Regions from separate parts of the Drosophila melanogaster genome. Here region 2 is linked to region 1. A link is a contact called in public targeted proximity ligation data. All regions are on one chromosome and are shown on one strand. The core of a region is the stretch at or near the end of the contact, and the rest is flanking DNA. Distances in the headings are between cores, read along the strand shown. Region 1 holds the start of Lamp1. Region 2 holds the start of RpL21 (Ribosomal protein L21).

Region 1 (5,755 bases), core at 97-2,596:
TTTCTTTAAATTGACGTGAAAAAAAAATTATTTATTAGAGATTCAAATGTACATATGGTTAGCTCTAATTGTATTTCCTTTGTTCTCTTATCAAAAAATTACCCTTTGTTATTTATATTAGTGAGTTTGGACTTGATGGACAATTTATTTCCGTTTTCAGTGATTTGTAGAGATCCTATGAAAATGGCCGTACCGTAACATATTGTCAAATATTTATACAAACCAAATGTATAAGGTCGAAATCGAATTTTAAATTCGGTCTGGTTATAGAACTATTTAACAAGATAAGATTAGTAGGAACACACTACAAATTAAAAAATAAAAAATATTTTCTGATTTAATCATTTATCCTTCTGTTGCTATGCCGAAACATTTTATCACGCATGCTATAAAAAAAAATGTTTTAAATTGTTTATTTTAATATGTCTCCCCAAATATGTAGGTACATACATATGCCCAGTCTAGCTCCAAGTCTTTGTTGTCTTATCCGCTTATCATAGTCTGATAGTCAGAGAACCGACTATAGCGTTATCTCTTGTTGTTATTTTATCACAGATTGTTTTTTTTATGTCATATATTATTTTGTATATACTATGTGCACAAATGTCTAACATTGGTATTGAACAAATGACCCAAAATCTTGTTATATGAATTGACAGATAGTAACCAAAAACTAAAGTATGCTATATGGCGGATACAAATTTAATATGATATGCCGATTTATACACCCATGCATATAAATATTTTAAGTGCATAAAATAAATATGGATGCATACGGTGGCGGATGACTTTATCTGCATACAAAACTGTAAATTGCCAGAACAAATAAGCGAAAGGGGTAAAAATGGATGTTCTCCGGGGCTAACGAACGTAAGCGACACCATTTTTCTAGAAGAGTTATGAAAGGATAGCCAGATTACTGAAATAGGTTTAAAACCCTTGATCTACGAAGGCAAAACTCGCAATTCAACCGTTTACACCTTATTACGCCGATAAGACACTAACGCATATGGCGACGTGAACGGCACCGGAAAAATAAATTATGTGCGATGAACAAACGACATACATATACATATAAAAAGAACTGCGATGTATTATCACATTGAACAAAGGCCTCCAATGCGACGCATTTCATTGCTGTTTTAAAAAGGGTTTAATTGGCTTGGCACTAACCTGTACTGCTTAGTAAAAATAACATTATTAGTAATGCCGAGCAGGTCAACAATTTGTTGGCGAACATATTGAATGGCAATCTCACTTAAGTTGTGTTGCAGTTTTTCTATACGTTAATCTACTACACTGACACATACGTTTTTGTCTCGACTGAGCTAGTTTTTATTTTGACCTTCTTCATCAATAGTGTGACCGAATTTCTAAAAGAACTAAAATTAGCCCATATGGAACCGTAATAATAGTACATGTCCACTACAGCAAGATGTCTATCGATATTTAATGAAACTTATAATAATAATATACCAAAAAATATATTCTTAATTCCATAATATAATACAATTAGTACATTTTCTTATCAAACATTTAATTTCTGATCAATCGAAAGAATTATATGTATAACATGTTATAATTTTATCACGGGTTTATATAACACAGGTTTATAACACACAGGGTTTATAACACAGTGGAAATATTTATAAATTAATTTCCATATTTTGAGTTCATTGACTTAATGAAAAAATGTTAGGTATTACCAAAGACACTATAATAACAAGATGCGTAACGCCATACGATTTTTTGGCACACGATTTTTTCGCCGTGGCTCTAGAGGTGGCTCCAGGCTCTCTCGAATTTTTGTTAGAGAGCGAGAGAGCGAAGAGCGCTACAGCTAACAACTGTATGTGTGCACACGTATGCTCATGCATTGTAAATGGGACAAAATATCCCCTTCACCCTAGAGGTTCTTTGACGTTAAATCTATATTATTTTTGATCAATTGGCACCATGCGAAAAATTCTTGTTTTGCATTGCCTTAACGTTATTATTGTTTGAAAATAGATTAGAAATAGCCAAATCTATGTACATATTATCACAAAAATAAATTTCAAAAATGACTTTATGTAAGAATATTTGTCATTAGAGTATTCATATTGAGGCGTGTGAAAAATTAATATGGCAATGATTGTTGAGTGCTTGTGTCCGCACTTCGTGCCGCAAGATATGAACAAAGCAAAGACACTAGAATTATTCGTTTATCCGTTTACACATTTATATTTTTGTTTAATTCTAATTTGTCTTTCATCTGACAATTTTTTAAAAGCGAAATATTTTTTTTAAACACTTTTAATGTTAATGTTACATCATATTAAGTCAAATGACTTAATAAATATACTAAATAATTAAAGGAAGTACAATAGAAATTATTATAACTACTGTAATTTCATAAATTTCATAAAAATATGATAACTGTTTATTGCAAAAGTCATATCAAAGACACTAGAATAATTCTAGTGTCTTTGCTTTGTTCATATCTTGCGGCACGAAGTGCGGACACAAGCACTCAACAATCATTGCCTTATTAATTTTTCACACGCCTCAATATGAATACTCTAATGACAAATATTCTAATATAAAGCCATTTTTGAAATTTATTTTTGTGATAATATGTACATAGATTTGGCTATTTCTAATCTATTTTCAAACAATAATAACGTTAAGGCAATGCAAAACAAGAATTTTTCGCATGGTGCCAATTGATCAAAAATAATATAGATTTAAAGTCTAAGAACTTCTGAGGTGAAGGGCATATTTTGTCAAATTTACAATGCATGAGCATACGTGTGCACACATACAGTTGTTAGCTGTAGCGCTCTTCGCTCTCTCGCTCTCTAACAAAAATTCGAGAGAGCCTGGAGCCACCTCTAGAGCCACGGCCAAAAAATCGTGTGCCAAAAAATCGTATGGCGTTACGCATCTTGTTATTCTAGGGTCTTTGGCGGAACGGTGGAGTTTTTTTCATGGGAACTTTTTTATTTATTTATTTTTCGTTATTTACAGGTGAATCCTTAAAAATATAAAAGCTAAATGTTTTAGAAAAGTTTGGTCTAACTATGTATGTACGACTTTATTTTATGGGACTTAAGAAGGTATATAAAATGTGCAACTAAAAAATATGTATTCCAATTTTTAAGGAATATCTCCAATCGGAGAGCGTGTTCCAAAATGTTCCCTAAACCACCTTAAAGGACGTTTGCTTAAGGACATTTCAGGAATAATTCAAACATAATATCCACACTTTTTGAAATAACTGCATATCAGAGGGTCAGCCCTATGAACTAGGCCCCCACACAGAAAATAAGGCATAGAGCGTGTTCCATACGGAATGCCGTGCTTGTTGGCTTTGTAGTGGCGACTGAAGCTCTTATGAAAGCTCCTGATAGACAGACTTTGGGAAGTATGCGCTTAGCCTTGGGGTACTAATTTAGGGCCATTTTAAATTCATTTAAACCCCGACTTGAGTTTCCGTTCTATTTCTTTTCTAAACAAATCGTCGTGGCGTCAAGTCATGAAAAGTTCGTTTTGTTGTAAAATTATAACCTGCCGGCGAGTACATTTTTTTTAGTGCGGAATTATATTATCATAATGTGTTTTACTCGCCAGAAAACGGTGCGCGGTCTAAGTTTTTGCATGTGTTTTCCAGCCGGAAATTTAATCTGGAAAAATCTTCGCATCCATTGCGCAGCAGTTTCACCGCCCAGACCCCAAGGTTTGACTGGGGCAGTCACAGGTTAGTGAATATCAGGGGAAAAGTGATCAGTTAGTTGACGCGATGGATTTAACTGTTTAGGCGGGCAGAAAGATAGAATAAAACCGAGTCAGGCCAAAGACACTAGAATAACTAGAATAATAGAAAAGAGCTGTTCGCTGTAGCGCTCTTCGCTCTCTCGCTCTCTAACAAAAATTCGAGAGAGCCTGGAGCCACCTCTAGAGCCACGGCGAAAAAATCGTGTGCCAAAAAATCGTATGGCGTTACGCATCTTGTTATTCTAGTGTCTTTGGTCAGGCCGTCCAGTGGAGAACCCGTGGAGCACCATTGAGTGACCAAAGCCTATAGAAGCAACCGTAGCGCGAACGCAGTCTCAAATAAATTAAGACCCTGCGGTTTGTATTTAATTTAATTGTTAGAAAGATGTATTAATAAAAAAAGAACACAAAGTATAGTTAAGCACGATGACAAAAAAAGCAGGGTTAGGAGACAAAAATACACTGGGAGAACTTCCGGATGAAGTAAGCATAAGAAAAATCAAAAAAATATTTATAAAATGCTTAAGACAGAATGTCTGACGTAACCCTACATCGGCGGGAAAAATTACAGAACTGCAAAGTATTATTAAAGTCGTTTAGATTTGAAATTCGAGTGAAAGTACCTGTATTTTCGTATATTTTCAAAGTATTCGAGATTTAAAAATTTGAGTTACTTTTATTTACATAAAATTTTAAATTGGAAATTACACACAAAACACACTGAGAGAAATTGCGAAAAAAATCAACTTAATAACTGTTCACACATGAACACGAATATATTTAAAGACTTACAATTTTGGGCTCCGTTCATATCTTATGTAAATGAATCGAGAGCGATAAATTATATTTAGGATTTTGTTATCTAAGGCGACATGGGTGCATTGCTCAAAAACATGTAATTTAAGTGCACACTACATGAGTCAGTCACTTGAGATCGTTCCCCGCCTCCTAAAATAGTCCCTTAGTGGGAGACCACAGATAAGGTCCTCGCCGCTCAAGATAGGCAGATGTGCCCGAGCGTGGGACCTCGATAAGGCGGGGACTATTTACTTAGGCCTCTGCGTAGGCCATTTACTTTAAGATGCGATTCTCATGTCACCTATTTAAACCGAAGATATTTCCAAATAAAATCAGTTTCTTACAAAAACTCAACGAGTAAAATCTTCTTATTTGGGATTTTACATTTGGTCAATCGAGCCTTTAATCGACTCTGCAGTTTCCCCCTACCAAAGGTAAGGAACTCAGAGAAAGGCCAGCTCCTTTAAGCATCTTACAGCTAAAGGTAGCAAAAATAAGTAACTCTTGTTTCCCCCTACCAAAGGTAAGGAACAGAGTATAAATATAAAAAGCAAAAGATACAAAAGAATCTTTTATGTTTTAAAACAAGCACCTTATAGTCTATAGCTAAAGGTTGCTTTGTGTACCATTATAAATTGTGGTAAGGCGTGCTTGAGGCCATACATCAGCAATTGTGAAATTAAAAAGTGCATAACAAAAGTGCCTTATAAATGCTCTAATAGCATTAAATCAGCTCATAAATAGAGTGCAGTGTATATGCCATAAGAGCATAAATTAAATAAAAAGTGCCTGAAAACAGTGCCTTATAAATGCTCTAATAGCATTAAATCAGCTCATAAATAGAGTGCAGTGTATATGCCAAAAGAGCATAAATGCCGAAATAAATGGCTAAAAAACAAAAAATCTGACTGGACTACAAAAATAATAAAACGTGCCAAAAAAAAAAAAAAAATCATCTTTAAACATCGACGGAGCCTTAAAGAAGAGAAGGAAGTCAAATTCAAAGGAGCCTCTACCAGCAGCAGAAGCAGCAACAACAGCAGCAGCAGAAGCAGCAACAGCAGTAGCAACAGCAGCAACAACAGCAGCAACAGCAGCAGCAACAACAACGACATCAGCTAAGTCAAAACAAGAATTTTCTGTTTATCCAAACACACATATATATATAAATACATATAAAATACATATACACGTACTATAT
Region 2 (5,692 bases), core at 787-3,286, 670 kb before region 1:
AATCAGTGTGGCCATAGAATTTCGAAAAATTATACCGCACACCCTCCATAAATACACGTTCTTTACTTTTGCTTTTTAACGTGCTCATTGAGCAAAATTTAATGTTAGTCTAAATTAAAAAACTCGTTTTATTTAACTAATATACTAACCCTCAAATTCTTTTTTCCAAGCCAAAGATAATAAATAGCTTTTTTTTTAAATTTTCATCACCTAGACGCATAGTTATTTCTAATCGGGACAGATTGACAGAGAAATTGCTATTTTTGCTTAATTTTGTATTAAAAAGCGTTCTGTCCTTGATGGTGGAAGAATATTTGACATCCCAGTTTAACCATTTTAAGGGGCTAACGCTACAGTCAATATAATAGACGTTTTAAATTTTCCGAAACATCGATATTTATTGTAGACTATGGATGCTATTAGGATCATCGCTATTCGAATAACAAGAAGAAGACCTAGAACGCTAAAGGTATGCCGAAGAAATACAAAATCAAATACAAAATGTACATATATAAAAAGATATCCTTAAAATGCAACTGTTTGAACAGCTCTCACTGATTTTTAATTTTCTAATATAACCAGTTATACCAGTTTAAATCTAATTGATTTTATATTGTAATTTTATTATACGTTTTATATTTAATTTATTCTACATATTAAATTAAATGAATTTAATAATATTTAAATCTTTTTTCTTATATTTCAAGTGTAAATGATAATATTAATTTTATTTTAGAGAACATCGGAAAACTTCGATGTTACATCCACGATTTTTGTGAAAAACATCGATGTTTCGCGCTGAAACTACTACAATCTTTGAAATTAGATTCCAGAAAAAAAAAAAACAATTTATCCTATGACGATGAATTATGCGGATCTCGCCTATATAGATTCATATATTTCTTATTAAACTATTTCATTACGCTAAGAAATGAACAGTGTGGCATGTACATATATGCTGTTAAATATTTATATGAGTGGCTTTTATAAAATTAATTATTAATTATTATTCGGTTTTTTTTTTACGATTTTTTCGATATGTAAAGCGGACACACGAAATGAAAAGTAAATGCCTTTTTTCATATTAAAACAGAACTTATTTACTCAAGAGAAGAAATAGTTTACTCAGTGGTCTATTGATGCTTATTGCACATCATAACAAGATCATTCTGCCACTAATTTATTTAATAAAATTTTTATTGCTGACGCCACTTCAGATTTGACTAACAAAATTTTGATGTCGGCAACAAAAGTTTGGATTTGTCAAGGGGTCAAACATTGTTGGTGAAACGAAACAGGCATATAAAATATATAGAAGGAATTCATTAATTTATTTAAAGGAGAGCCAATAGTGTTGTTTGTAAATAATTCTATTTGATTTAATTACTTAAGTGGTCAAAGTGCCACAAAAAAGAAATTGCGGACATCGTAATTAAAACTATGAAATATGTGGCAGCTATGTTGTCTGGAACAGCTTAAACAGCTGTTTACCGCTGAATGCATATTGCGATATCCAAACTATAGAACAAATTTTCCAAAAGCAGAGCACCTAAAAAAGAAATCAAAAGATTTTGGCTAAATCGAATTCGAAAAAAATTACGATTATCAGATCATGAATGACTTTTCTTAAAAGGGAGCAAATTAATACTGAGTAAGTCCCACGGTAGTAAAGACTTAGGCAGAACGGTTCCTGAAAATTAAAATTATTAAATGGGGCAGGACTTTATCTTCCTTAAGGTTATATGTATCTTCAAAATTGTATCAACAAATTCGCTTAAATCACAAATTATTCCCATAGCGCATATTAACGTCTTGGAGTTGAACACTTCTCTCAGCGATTATTTGTATCTAGACATTTGTATGTAGTGCAATTTTATATATAATGTTTTTATATAATGTAAATATATGTATTACATAAATATTGCATTAAATCCTTATTAATACCAAATATTCAGACTTGGGACTATTTTGCTTCTCTTAAAAGATTAAGCTTATTGTGTAACTTAGTGTGGACGGTACATAATATTTAGTTTCTAAACTCTTAATTGCTATCAGTGGCAACGCTATTCAAGTAGCCATCTTTCTTTCTTTTCTCAACTATACGACCGCGTGGACGTAAGTTCAACGAGTTTTGTTGAATATTTCTTCATTATGACTTGAAAAAGATCTAATAAGCCTCTTTTTTATAGGGGATTATAAATAAAAATGACCAACTCAAAGGGCTATCGTCGCGGCACACGGGACATGTTTTCCCGTCCCTTCCGAAAGCATGGAGTTATTCCGTTGTCCACATACATGCGGGTTTTCAAGATCGGCGACATCGTTGACATTAAGGGACATGGTGCTGTACAGAAGGGTTTGCCCTATAAGGCATATCATGGCAAAACCGGGCGCATATTCAATGTGACTCAGCACGCCGTTGGTGTAATAGTAAACAAACGCGTAAGAGGCAAAATCCTTGCTAAGCGGGTCAATGTGCGCATTGAGCACATCCACCACTCCAAGTGCCGCGAAGATTTTTTGCGCCGCGTAAAGGAAAATGAGCGATTGCTGAAGGAGGCGAAGGAAAAGGGACAATGGGTCAGTCTGAAGCGCCAGCCGGAACAGCCGAAGAAGGCGCACTTTGTTAAGAAACTTGAAGAACCGATTGCTCTGGCCCCGATTCCATACGAATTCATTGCCTAAAGGCATTTTACTGCTCGGAAATTGTACGGAATGAAATAATATTTGATATAATTTCAGTAAACAAAAAAAATGTGCCCAATATAAACAGACTTTGTAATTTTCATTTTGCAATAAGGTCGGCGTCCAACTAAAGTTTTGATCAGCGACAACGTCTGCTTATTATTGAAAGGTTTTTATGTTCAAAGTCATTTGATACTAATTACCTACCATTTTGAGTAAAATGTTCTCGACTTGTTTATTTATAAACATTTATTCACTCAAACCACAGTAGCTCACAGATTGTTTCTCGCAGTTGCGAAATTGCTGCTAGACTAAGAAAGATAAAATCAAATCCGTCCTCAAGGCTACGGCGAATATTTGATTACATTTATGTCTGCGGACAGTGCTGGAGTAATATATACGTGAGGGCATTTCCAGACGAGCCAAGTCTTGACAATTGCTGCTGTGGTTTGGCCTTTTCTACATTTTGCATCAGGCTTGTGGCCTTTCAGTGCCACATACGCCAACCATATCGTGATCTCCGTCATGCTCTCCCATAGGTTGTTTTGAAGCTCTGAAGTTGATCGACATCCATCAAAACTAAAATTGTTTAATTTGTGTGCGTTAGCAAAAACAACGTCGTCTCAGATCGGAATTGAAAGATCAGCTGTATTTAATTGGTTTATGAAAGAATTTTTTCGTAATACTCCACCATTAAAATGTATCTGGACTACTTTCGTCCTCGATCCTGGTGTTAATTTTGGAGCTGATAGCTTTAGGTTTTCCAAGCCTCTCGTGGTCGTTGATGTACGGATACGGCCCAAACGGACCGTGCAATATATTAGCAGCTGGGTTGGGCTTACAAATTTCTGCAATAAGCCGCAGAGAGATGGCATTTCGTTGAAATGTAATCAAGCTCGGAAACTCAGTATATATGTATTAGTATTACAAATGTATTAAATGGACAATTTATTAAATATAAATATACTACACAGAAAAGATGCAGCATTGAAATAGCACATTATTTGGTTTTTATACACGTATACACGTTACTCGTAGAGTAAAAGGGTATCCTCGAGTCGTTAAAAAGTATGTAACAGGGGGCCAACCCAGCCCTAATCGGTACCATGGGATGAGCATCGCTCATGCGAGGTAGGCCCCCTTCTGGGAGTTTCATGGTGGCTGTGGTTGCTTAAGCTAGAAGGATCTCCTTCACCAAAGGGGGTGTGTTACCCGACAAGTGTGCAACCGAATTGGTACCTCTGAGTTTACTCGGGGGGTATATGAGTGAAAGAGTGAACGCTGTTGTCGAGTTTCTTTCTTCTTTGTGGAATACCACTTAAGAATAAACTTGAGTAGTCTAGTAATAATGATATTAATTTATCTTGGTCTGGTCCACGTAAATCAGTATCGACACTAGCGAAATCAAATTTACATTCAGAAATCAAACAGGTGAAAAGGACTTTTCACTAAATATATTTAGAGCGTTAAATGTTATTGTAACTCCCATATCTTGGCTCAATATTTTTCGTCCAATTAAGATATCTTAACTTAATCACCTAAAACTACATGGAATAAAATTTCAAATGTGTGTTCGGTTAAGGTAACATTTGCCAATATCTGAGTAGTACTACAAACGTACTGTTTCCAATGCCTCACAATACAACTACATTGATATATAATAATATAAATATTAAAAATATATAATAATATAATTCAAAAAAAATTTTTTCAATGATTTCAAAGAATTGGTATACAAAATTATTGTTATTAAAAAACCCAATGCCCATATGAAAAATCACATCGATGTCATGTTACTGGCAGTAATACCAGCTTGAATAACTCACTCGCTTTAGCGCGATCGAGGACGACGGCGACTTTTTTGAGTACGTTCCCTGCATTACTTATCGAGCGTCGGTTGGCTGAGAGGAATCTAAATATTGTCATCGATACCGCGGTGTCGGCAAAAAAAAAAGAAAAGAGAGATGGAGTGGAATTGTTGCGTTGGAAGCTCTTGGAGTTCAATAAGATACGACTGGATTTAAAGGGAGAAAGACAGTTTTTTAGGTTGCGGGATTTGCGGGTCAGCTGAGCTGAATAACTGTACAGCGACGAATGTATTTCATATGCTAGAGACATAAATATGACAGTACCAAAAAAATATGAGTTTTCATAAAAGCACTAAGGAGCATTTGAAATGTTAAAAATAGCGTTAATCAAAGGAAAAGTTCTAAAGCTTTACGATCACTTGAGACAGAGATTTATACAGATGTATGTAAGTTTGGATTAAAAGCAGTTATGCTTTAGAGAGATTTCGGGGATAAGTTGTGACATGTAAGTTTTGCGTTGACCGACATGTGAAAGGCTCAATGTAGTGAACGACGTTCTGAATGAAGATCCCAACAAAGAGCTCATAGGTAATAAAGGTGAGAATTCTAAGCTCGGAAGGAGGTTCAACAAATTCGAAAAGTACCAAAGTTAACTGTTTTAAATATGCCTACTTTGGATATTTAAGTAATTCAAGACTGTTTGATGTCTATGTAAGATAATGAGAGAAATGAGATGAGAAAAAATGCGATCAGAAAATACAAACGATATGGTCAGTAAGAGTAGAAGAAGGCATGTTTAGTACACGCACACAAACAGAAAAATAAAAACAAATGCATATAGTTGTTACGTCTGCGTATTAGTGCCCTCGCATTCAAAAAGGACTTGGGCCTATCCATCCTATGTTCAGCATCTTGGTACGGCTCTTACCTCTCCAACATTACGATTAACGAATATTAAAAGTTTCTGAAAAATATTTGTGTTAGTATCGTTCGTCATTCATCAGTCTTTAAGCTTAGCTGTTAGCGGATCGCAAATCGACCGCATTCAGAAGATTCACCGCAAAGACAACATGTTGCACTATATGGACGACATCCTCGCTTGGAGCAACTCTTTCGATGAGATGACTGGCAAAGTTTCAGTGGTTTTAAGCGCATTAAGCGAATGTGGTTTAACGTTAAACATCGACAAATGCGAATTT

The links.
Region 2: a contact with region 1 is called in a targeted proximity ligation map of the Kc167 cell line, with 9 times the contacts expected there. A contact is called at or near these places in 1 of 107 Hi-C or Micro-C datasets (the Kc167 cell line) and 1 of 7 datasets of targeted methods (the Kc167 cell line).

The regions. Positions count from the first base shown.
Region 1 is chr2L:21,568,980-21,574,734 of dm6, reverse strand. Lamp1 reads right to left here and starts at 1,346. Exons shown (of 4, transcript NM_136267.5): 1 at 1,174-1,346. The coding sequence starts at 1,240.
Region 2 is chr2L:22,244,219-22,249,910 of dm6, reverse strand. It overlaps RpL21 (Ribosomal protein L21), which reads left to right and starts at 2,036. Exons shown (of 2, transcript NM_001299204.1): 1 at 2,036-2,115; 2 at 2,190-2,765. The coding sequence starts at 2,206. The coding sequence ends at 2,685. It overlaps Nubpl (NUBP iron-sulfur cluster assembly factor, mitochondrial), which reads right to left. Exons shown (of 2, transcript NM_001273759.1): 2 at 2,923-5,692. It overlaps Tif-IA, which reads right to left and starts at 35. Exons shown (of 6, transcript NM_176070.3): 1 at 1-35.